2 separate regions of the Mus musculus genome follow, and region 2 is linked to region 1. The links are chromatin contacts, called in public Hi-C maps. All regions are on one chromosome and are shown on one strand. Each heading gives the region's core, a stretch centred on a gene start, on an enhancer-like site or on the middle of the called end of the contact. The rest is flanking DNA. Distances are from core to core; before and after follow the strand shown. Region 1 holds the start of Rapgef4 (Rap guanine nucleotide exchange factor (GEF) 4). Region 2 overlaps Rapgef4 (Rap guanine nucleotide exchange factor (GEF) 4).

Region 1 (5,168 bases), core at 1,003-3,502:
CAGCCCCTCCCAGCCCAGAAGCAGCTCTCATTTGTTACACCCCGATGCCCACCACAGAGCCGGGAACAGAAGGCAGCACTGGGAGTTCCCCCAGACAGTTCTCATCCTCACTCCCAGCCTTCATTCTCTCTTTTAAAAATTTAACAGACTACATTCAAAATCGCAACTTCAAAATCGGCCTCTCCTACTGGCTTGCCATGAAACAGCCCCTCCTAAATGGCTCTTCTGAGGAATTCTGGGATCGAGGCCACAGAATAGACAAGAAGGTCTTCACACTGTGGAAATAAAACATATACAGGGTACTTCCTAGCTTCCAAAGCACTAGGAAGCTTTTTCCTCCCTTCTGCTGGGGGTGAGCCAAGGACACTCAGTTTTCAAACTCAGGAAGTAAAAGAGATGAGGTACAAGCTCAGAGCGGGTGGGGGCTCTGAGCCTAAACATCCGCAGCTTATCGATCTGTCCACTCGCCTGCAGGTCAGGAACTTGAGGCTCAAGAAAAGGAGGGCCTTTTTGTAGTGTTTTGTTTGTTTGTTTGTTTTGGGTTTTGTTTGTTTTGTGTGTGTTTTTGTGGGGTTTTTTGGTTTTGTTTCATTTTTGAGGTTTTTTTGCCCACTATGAATAGTGGCATTAAACTGTGGTGCCATGTTCTAGAAATCCATGCCGAATACAATCTTACAAGCAGAAGCACAGGGATAGACGTCCTGGCCACTCCGCTCACACCGCCGCTGCCCCATGACTTCGCCCTAAGTATTCACTGACGAAAGGATCTCCAATGGATTACTGACTGTTTGCTATGCAGCTCTGCAAAGAGAAGTATGTTGCTTACTACCCAAAATTATCACTCACGGGAAGCACTATTTATAGGTTAAGTGCAAGCGCCTGATTATCTCTTGTTTTATAATTCACTTTTCCTAAAGTATTAAATTTAGATTACTGATCACATTAGCAAGCTCTTGGCTTAAATGTGCCTTTAATTCCTCCACAGAATTCTGTATGACTTAACCATCTCTTCAATTGTCTTACTGTTTACTGCATATAATTTCTCTAATATTAGAACATACCATTTTAGTCAGAAATGGGGCAATGCCTGCCAAAAATATTCTTGCTACTGTGTAGTAACTAAAAATCGAGAATGTTTATCACATTAAGTTATTCAAATGAGTTCATTTAGCTCTTTTCAGTTAGTTAATATCTTTCCATCAAAGGCCTACAATAGTGGAACAGGCACAGCCGGCCACTCTTCAGATCCTCAAGTTTGATCCGGTCACAAATCTGTTCATTGAAAAATTTTCAATATGGCAGAGCACAAAATAATTCCCACAAATGCAATTCGGATATCATGCAGATTGCTGAAGGATGTGAATCACTGGCCTTTGGCACCAAACTCTGGGACTCAGAGGCTGGTCACGCTGCAAGGCGTTTGCTTGTTTCTTTCAAAGTTCAGATGCATCACCTTTCTCCTTAGGGTAATAAACTATAATTGCTAACATACTGTGTAATGTTTACTGTTAAATTTGCAATCTGGACAAACAGAAAATTCCACCGACAGAGCCTAGAAACAACTGCAGTGTGTTGTCACCCACGGCACCTTCATCAGAGGCTGGCGAGAGCCAGCACTCTCTGCGGTTTAAATTTCTCTTTAGAGTGAGGGTCTTTTCTGCAGAAGATTAAGACGCCTCCGGTGACCTTCCTAACACAGACCTTGAGAGAGCGCCCGCGGGAAGAGGGCTGTGGATTTCAGCAAGGGACTTGACAGCTCCACTGAGTCCCTAACACTTGGTTTTCCGGAAACAAAAAAGGTGACTGCACCTGCATGAATACCCCCCTTCTCCCCGCCCCTCCTGGAAACTTAAATGACATTCTCCCTGAGGGTCTGGACAGCCTGAAGCTCGCATGTATGTACCCTCCCTGGTCTTAGTGCCCATTGGAAACCACCCACCCACCCACCCATGAATGGAGCGTGGAGTCGCAGCGGGGCGGAAGGGGACCAGGGCAGGCTGGCACCTTGTCCCCCACGGCGCCGCATTCTGTTCCCGGCACGTGGAATGCTCTCCCGCAGGTGGCACCCCACGAGTGGACCCCCGCGACCCAGATCCCGCACCCCACCCCACGTACCTTTTATCCAGGCAGGCGATCCACTCGGCCGAGGACTGAGAGTGTGCAGCGTGCGCAGCGACCATGTTGGGCAGCAGCGCGCGGTGGCCCCGGGCCGCGGCCACCTCCCGCGCGCCTCCCGGCGGGCTCCCGCGGCCTGCGGGGCGGGGACCGAGGGGCGGGCCAGGCGCGAGGCCCGCGCTGCACTGCGGCGCCCGCGTGGGAGCCCAGCCGCCCCGCCCGCCCGCCAGGAGCGGCGACCCCACGACACCTGCGGCAGGTGCCCCGCTCCGCCAGGCCCGCGTCTACCCTCACCTCGGGGGAGGGAAGAAGGGGGAGTTCTGCTGCGATGCCACCCGGTTGCGCGTGGGGAGGGGATGTCAGACTCTATATATTTTTCGTACAGCAAATGCCACTAAAATGGCTGCTGCCTCTCCGTTTCCTTAGAAACCCATTAGTCCTCCTCGGTGGCTGTCAAAACTTGCTAGCTGATCCCAGCTCACCTTTACAGTCTGCTGTTTAAATTGGGATGAGAGAGGGCAGGGCTGGGAAGGCTTGCGATGAGGTGGGGGTGGGGGACATCATGGTCTCTTGATGTGGACCCCAAAGGATAAATGATTCGGAAGGTTGAGGGGCGTTGGGGGCTGGGAAAAACAGAGACAGTCTGAAGCAAAGGACCCAGGAGACCAGAGGATTAAAAGGGGGTGCAAACTGAAGTCACTGGCCTTGAACCTCAGACTTACTTGGACTCCATGTCCCAACCACGACAAAAAGAAGCAATTAAGAATGGGATATCCCTGAGACCCATGCAGAACTAAGGTTTCAGGCCTGGAAGCCAAGTTCCTGGGCACTCCATGAACTTGGGTGGTTAGCCTCTACTCTCCCACAGCCTTCCTCTTCCCAGGTTCAGTGCGGAGGGTGGCCACAGCTGCCTGTCTTCCTGTAGGTGTTCACTGTAAGTGTTATGCCTAGAAGTCGTTCAGTTATACCCTGCCAAAAAATAAAAAAATAAAAAGAAATAAATTTACATGGACCGTTGTTCAGGAATTTGGGGACAAGTTAAATCTGTTGGACTCCTATCAAGCGCTGTTTCGATATTTGTGACATACACTTAGGAATAGGCATGGGTGGAACGGAACAGGGCTTTATCCTCGATCATTTGCTACTGTCCCTACACACACCGCCCATTTAGGGCCGATGCAGGGAGACTGGGGAGCAGGAAACAGCCTGTGCCTTCTGGGATGCTTTGATTCTCTTACAACAACCTTGACCTTAAATCTCTCCAGAAAAATTTTCCATTTCCCCATGTTCAATAGACAGGATCTGGTTTCAGACCCACAACCAAGTGTTTTCAGCAGAAACTCCCTGTTCTGGGCTTGTCCCTCAGCTGAGTTTCATTCCGTTAATCTCTATTATTTACCATAAATATCTCTTAACATATTATACCACATAAAGACTTCCAAAGGTGTCATCTTATATGGTGTGAAGGAGACATGTCTTCTAAATATTTTTTGTTTATAAAGGTATCTGAGCTATTGGGACATTTCAAGGTTACTGAACGCTTGCTCCAAATGCCTCAGAGAATACTTAGAGGTGAGGAGCCAGAGGAATAAAAGACAATATATCACCTGTCATCATTCTCATTTAGTCTGGGGGTCAGTCTGAGAGGCAGGGACAGAGGGACGAGAAGACTCCACAAGGGACACTAAAGAAAAATGGAACAAAATAGTGCAAATTCTATTTTGAGGGAGACTATTAACTAGCAAAGGAGGACACTTAGGGGCTGCTTGTCATGGATAAGGTCTCCAAAAGTCCTCCACATATGCAAAGCATTTTAAGATCTGTCTCATAAAGTGCAAGGCCTTTGTTTGTTTTGTGGGAGCACTGACTTACCTCTAAGGACAAGCAGAATTATTTAACTACTACCTAGAAGGAGCACCAACAACGATTAGATTAGCTCGTTCAGAGCATGTGAGCCTCCATGCACGGCTGGAGGTAGGCGTCAGTGAGTCACCAGGACAGGGAGGACCACAAAGGACCCAGGGTCCAGAGCCACCTCCCTTCCCTTGAACCAGAGCTGGGTGAATTCAAAGTGGTGGTTCTGCCATTTCTGTCAACGGAATGAGAATAAAAGGTCTATCCAAAATGACTTCCCGAGTGATAAGAACTAAGTGGTTATAGATAGTTAATCATATATAAGAATGGGGGAACATTCTTATATATCCCCACATCAGGAATTGAGAGATGTGGGGGAACACCCCTTAGTTACAGTCTTACTGATGATATACAGGTTATGCTCATGGTCCCAAAGGGTTTTGACTGTTATCAAGAAGTACAAGCATAAAGAAAAGTGCACTACTGATTATCATTGCTAAGAGGGAAAAAGCTAAGCAAAAAATACTCTTCGACGTTTCTCTTTTTGTTTAACTCTTTCTCAGATTTATTTCTTTTATTTTGTATGCATGAGTGTTGCCTACATTATATATAAGTATGCCACATGCGTGCCTGGTCCCCGTGAAGGTCAGGCAGAGTGGCCAGATCCCCTGGAGCTGGAGTTACAGATGGTTGTAAGCGGCCATGTGGGTGCTGGGAACCACAGGTCCTCTGCTAGAGCAGCAAAGGTTCTAAACCATCTCTCCAACCCCTCTCTTAAAGGACATAAAATAACGCCAGACTAAAAAAGGCCATACATGATGTATTTTTATTTTGGAAAATGTCTAGAGAAGATAAATTTATAAAGCTGGAAGGTGGGTTGGGCACTGGTGAGAGCTGGGCAGTGGACTCAGAAAGAGGCTGTCAGGAACTCAAGAAGTGACTTAAAATTGCTTGTAGTGAGGAATGCACATGTCATAGAAATCACAGAATCCCTGAATGATATGTTGAAAATGACTGAAGCTATAGCGTGCAAATGACATCATTAAAAAACAAACTGTTAAAAAGAAACAGTAAACCCATCTACTGTGAGGCTGGGAGGGAAGCCCACACTAATTAGAAAAACTAAGAGAAAGTTATAGGAAAAAAATTTAAATTATCTATAGTTCCATCACCTAGAAGTGACCTTGTTAGTATTTTAG
Region 2 (5,168 bases), core at 1,908-4,407, 35 kb before region 1:
ACACCGTGGCACACCTACTCCAACAAAGCCACCCCTACTCCAATAGGGCCACACCTCCTAATAGTGCCACTCCTATACTAACAAATCATCTCATTCACTCAGAGGTCGAGATCTTTCAGGTACTAATGAACTACGAGAAAGAAAACACCAAGGCAATAGAAATTATCTCTGTCCTGGAACTCACTCTGTAGATCAGGCTGGCCTCGAACTCAGAAATCCGCCTGCCTCTGCCTCCAAGTGCTGGGATTAAAGGCGTGCACCACCACCGCCTGGCAGTCATTTTTATTTAACCAATAGTTTTACATTTATTAGCAAGGTTTACACAACAAAGGATGGTGTATGTAGGAATTCACTTGTCTTGGGGCAGCCAGAGATCCTGGGATACAGAATTTAGCATTTGAATGCACAGCAGCACCAGACCCACCTCCAACAGTCTCCCACACTCCTGGCATCTCTAACTTCCCAGCTCCAGGATTTCAGCAAAGCCAGACATAGCAGGTCAAACATTTGTAAGGCTGGTACTCTCTGCTGGAGATGGGAGCAGGGCTGAGACAAGAAAAATCAATCCAAGGTTCACGACAGCCTGACCTGCAGAGTGGAGAAGAGACCTTTCCTCCAATAAGGCAAACTAAGGTTAGCCTCTGACAGTCACAGGTGTGCCATGGCACACACACCCTCACATACACATCACATGCACATACACTTATAGATCACACATACACTTACATATCACACTTACACACATGCATGTATACTTATATATCACACACACACATGTATACTTACATATCACATATACATACACACAGACTAGCACTTATGAGGGTTTGTCCTCCTAATTGCATAAATGTACTTGGAGAAAACCATCATTAAACAAATCAGAATGGCAGCTTCTCAGGTAACCCCCCCCCCCCTGCTTTATATCTTTCCAGTCTTCATCTAACAGCTCAGATGGATAAAATCAGAAGCTTGTTTTTCTAAAGTGGCTCTTTTGGTGGCTGGGGAAATAGTTCATTGGTAAAAGGCTCAGGGCACAAGTGTGGGGATTCCCATTCAGTCACCAACGCCCACATGATCCTGACACTGAGGAGGTAGAAATGGGATTCCTAGGGCTTTGAGTCAGTTAGTCTAGCCAAACCAGTGAGCTCCATATTTGAAGATAGACCCTCAAAAATAAGGTCAAGCACAATTGAGAAACACACATGAAGTCTGCCTTTGGCCTTTATAAGTTCATGCACACACACACATAACCACACATGCTCATATGCACACACACACACATGTGCACATACACTCATGCACACACAAATGGTACAACTGCTGTCTGAATGTTGGTATGACTCTAAAGTCTTCTGCTGAAATCATAACCTGAAGTGTTAATATTCAGAGATGGGGTCTTGGGGTGGTGATCAAGTCATGAAGCCTCCACCATCATGCATTAAGATGTGTCCTTGTCAAAGATAGCTGAAAGAGTTTGCCTGCCCTTTTCACTGTGAAAGGACACAACAAGAAGAGACCATCTACAAAACAGAAAACAAACCCTCATCAGACGATAAACATGCTGGCCTTGTGTCTTAGATATCTCAACCTTCACAACTATGGGTCACCAATTTCTGGGCATAAGTCACCTAGGTATGTCCCAACTTTTCTTAAGTGATGTCAGGCTCATGGAAAATTACATTTGCATGCCATGGCGGAGTTAACTGAAGCATGCCCTGCTGTTACCTGATGAATCAGGTGACCCCAGAGGCTCTAGAAACCAGACCCTTGGCTATAACAAGGAAATCCTAGAAGTTCTGGCCTAGAGAATACAATAGCTTCCTATGCCTTCTCAAGACCCAAAGGGGCAATTTATGTCCTAAGATGTCAACATTCATTCAGTTTAACAGCCGAATGAATGTTGATTGTTAGCCATCAGATCCTCACACTAGTCCTATGAGGTGCTTATTATCCTTCTTCATATGCCGAAACTGATCTGAGGTGTAGAAGAATTTCCTGGAAACCCCACAGGCACTGGAAACAACCCAAACTGGAGCCCCATCCACTTGGCACCTACTGCTATCATAGTTCTATTCAGGGTCAGTCAGAGGTATGTGACTTTCCCTAGTCAAATGGGGACTGTTTCAAACAACTATTGGTCCATATTTATCTTACATCTAAGCTGGGCAAAAGAGTAGCACCAGCTAGGACAGCCCTGGAGTACTGATCAGTATTGGCTACTGGGCCTCCTCCCTTGGTCAGCCAACACACACAAGAGTCATGCATACTGCCACAGACACCACCAGAATTAACCCCACGTTTCATTAGTCCCACCTTCATAGAAGGGAGTCAGATTATTGCAGTTAGTCATCATTACATTATCCCTTAACTGAATATCTTATTCAGGCTAAGCATAGTTCAGTGAGTGAAGGCACCAAGCCTGACCACCTGCATCAATCTGGGAGCCACATAGCAAAAGGACAGAACTGATTCCTGCAGTGTTTTTAATTTAATGTTTTGAGAATTTCAAGCACGAGTTCTGTATTTATATTGTTACTACCATTCCTTCTGTCTCCTTCCACCATTTCCCCCACTTCCCACTCAAAGTCGTGACCTCTTTGCTATTTTCCTATTATTTTTACACACACACATACACACACACAAAACCTACTGAGTCCATTTAGTATTATTTGCATGAACATGTGTTTAGGGGTGACCATTTGGGGTTAGAAAACTTAAAGTAAATATTCTTAAAAAGCAATTTTTTAAAAGATGGACTCGCTAGAGACTTGGTGATGCATGGTGAGCACCTTTACCTGCAGGTGCTTCGCCCAGTCTCTTGCAAGTCCACGATATTGAAAAATTAAAATTTCCAAGAATGAACCTCCATCCCAAAGCAGTATCCTTATGTGGAGAGGTTTTTTTTTTTCTTTTAACTAAAAGTTGCCAGATACCCTCCAAATTTTAAATTTCAGATGAATAGTAATTTTAACACAAGTATATCCTTTCAATAAAAGGGATGCATTTATACTTTTAATTTCCCACTGATCTGAAATTCCAGTTAATCAGTTGTCTTCATTTTATCCAGGAACCCTGGGCAAGCCTGGTTGTCTCCATCTCTCCTTCTGTTGCTGTCTAGAGCTGCTAGGGTGGTGATGACTCAGACAACTGCCTCAGAGCCGAACCTAGCTCTGCGCCTACCTCTGTTGCCTGTGATCTGCCTGCTGTGCACACACAGGAGTGAGCCAAGGCTCCTTGCTGCCGCGGTAATGCCTCACAGCAACACTGGGAACCTGCTGGCCCAGGCTGACTTTATCCTAAGATAAGTCATCTTGTTACAAGCTCAAAACGAGCTCATTCCTGTTTTGTATAAAACTTGGGTTTTGTCTTAACCTATTTTATGGAATTTGACATGTCCCACACCCTATATTCTGACCTCCACCCTAATAAGATGTTTTGCCAAATAATTTTGAGATGTTCTGCCAAGTTCCCATGTAAACAAAACACCCTTGAAAACATCCTAGCCTTGCAGTTTTAAAGCTAATCTAAACTCCACTTTATCCCGTGTTTGATGCTGTTTTCTCAAACACTGCTTTAGGGAAGTAGCCCTGTCTTACAGAAACTAAGCTTGCTTAATTAGACTAAACGGATTTGAGTAATGGTCTTTACTCTCATTCAGTGGGGTTAACAATTGCAGGGCTATCAAGACCTCAACCCAAGTTCTGAAGCCCTTCACTCTGGGCTTCTGGGACTGGAATATTGCCTCCGAGAGTGCACACTTTGAAGATGTTCCAAGACTCCAAAGGTGGATTTTCAGTTTGGCAGATTGTTAGAGCCAAATGCCACACTAAAAAGAAACCAGCAAGCACGTATCTGAGGAGGTCTCCAAGGTAGCCGCTAGAAGGTGTCTCCTTCTATGACTGTTTCTGGCAGGGTCGTGCCTGGGGGACAGAGAGGTACCCGACAAGGTACTCGAACTCCTCGGGGCACTAGCAAGACTTTGCATTGCCACCTGGGTTTCGGCACCTGGTTCTTGGTTCCCCTATGTTTTGTTCTATGTTTTGTTTGTCATCTGCTCAGGGTTCTAGCAAGAAGTCATTCTGCCCACTTGGTTCTTGGATACTGAGAGCCGAGATGGAAATCAGTCAAGCCTGGTTAAATGTGTGAATGGAGATGCCCACTTCATGTTTTTTTTTTTTTTTTTTTTTTTTTTTGATGGTCTCTTTGGACCATGTGAACATTCTGTGTTCTATACTAACTAGCTTCATTTTTTTTTCTGACTCCATGTTCTTTGATTGCTGGATTCTTTTTCTTTTTCCTTCTTTATTTCCTTCTTTCCTTTCCCCCTCTTGTGTCTGTCTCTTTAAATCTGCTGCCCCAGCCACCTGAAAACTTCCATGCAACATTGTTTTCTCTTCCTGAGTCTGCTACTAGGTGTTGGCTGTGGCACTCAGGAAGATGAGCAGCAGAAAGCACTTAGAATTGGGGTGGGGGTGTCTGCAAAAGTGGGAAGGAATAGACCTGGCAGGAAACACCAGACCAGCACCGTAGCAACTTTTATGGATTGCTATGGCTGCTTTAATAACCAGAACTTGGAATTTCTACCTCTGAGCCTTCTCTGTTCTCAGTTTACTCCCTATAGTCACTGGATTCAATTTTTTGATATGGATTATATTGAAATACTGTTTTATGCTACTCAACTTTATTGAAAAGCTGGTTCGGGAGTTGGGTTATGGCTTCTCCTCTAGACCCAAGCATGGAGAAGTTTGACTCACCTTAATCACCTTAATGACAGGTGAGTCACCTGATTTTGTGACAAGAAGAGAGAGAGTACGCTCACAAAACAAAACAAAATAAAACAGACCATTGATTTTACTTGATCTTCTAAGACTTTTGCTAAAATATAAGTTTTGTCTCAAGATTTATAAATTTATTAGGTATGGTTAAAGATATATAAAGCCTATAACAAGAAGTTAATTTAAAACTTATAACAAAAAGAGTTGACCATTAAAAATCTATAAATGTGTAATTTTAATTTACTACAGCATACTATAATTATGACTTGGATTCAACTTGTGTTTGAAAAAATTGGGAAACAACATTAAAAGACTATAATAACACAATGGAAATGCTATTCAGTGATTAAAAATGAGAAAGTCATGAATTTTGCAGGCAAATGGATGGAACTA

Evidence for each region. A called contact is a pair of places that touch in the nucleus more often than the background predicts.
Region 2: a Hi-C map of cerebral cortex shows a contact between it and region 1, with 2.1 times the contacts expected there. The contact joins the enhancer-like site here to the promoter of Rapgef4 in region 1. A contact is called at or near these places in 1 of 39 promoter capture datasets (hippocampal neurons), 19 of 484 Hi-C or Micro-C datasets (the C2C12 cell line, cerebellar granule neurons, cerebellum and 8 more), 5 of 115 datasets of contacts at active chromatin or transcription factors (embryonic stem cells and neural progenitor cells) and 1 of 9 other capture datasets (pancreatic islet).

Annotation. Positions count from the first base shown.
Region 1 is chr2:71,978,299-71,983,466 of GRCm38.p6, reverse strand. Rapgef4 (Rap guanine nucleotide exchange factor (GEF) 4) reads right to left here and starts at 2,252. Exons shown (of 31, transcript NM_001204165.1): 1 at 2,116-2,252. The coding sequence starts at 2,180.
Region 2 is chr2:72,014,235-72,019,402 of GRCm38.p6, reverse strand. All of the region lies in intron 1 of Rapgef4 (Rap guanine nucleotide exchange factor (GEF) 4), which reads right to left. It overlaps Gm52555 (a long non-coding RNA gene), which reads left to right. Exons shown (of 3, transcript XR_003954040.1): 3 at 3,068-4,174. Among named protein-coding and RNA genes, the nearest start is that of Gm52555, 4.1 kb to the left of the region's middle. Within about 2 kb of position 3,157, at least 17 of the 459 cell types and tissues checked have an H3K27ac peak or open chromatin away from gene starts, as enhancers often do. A contact at or near this core is called in cerebellar granule neurons, cerebellum, cerebral cortex and 1 more, where this site is marked.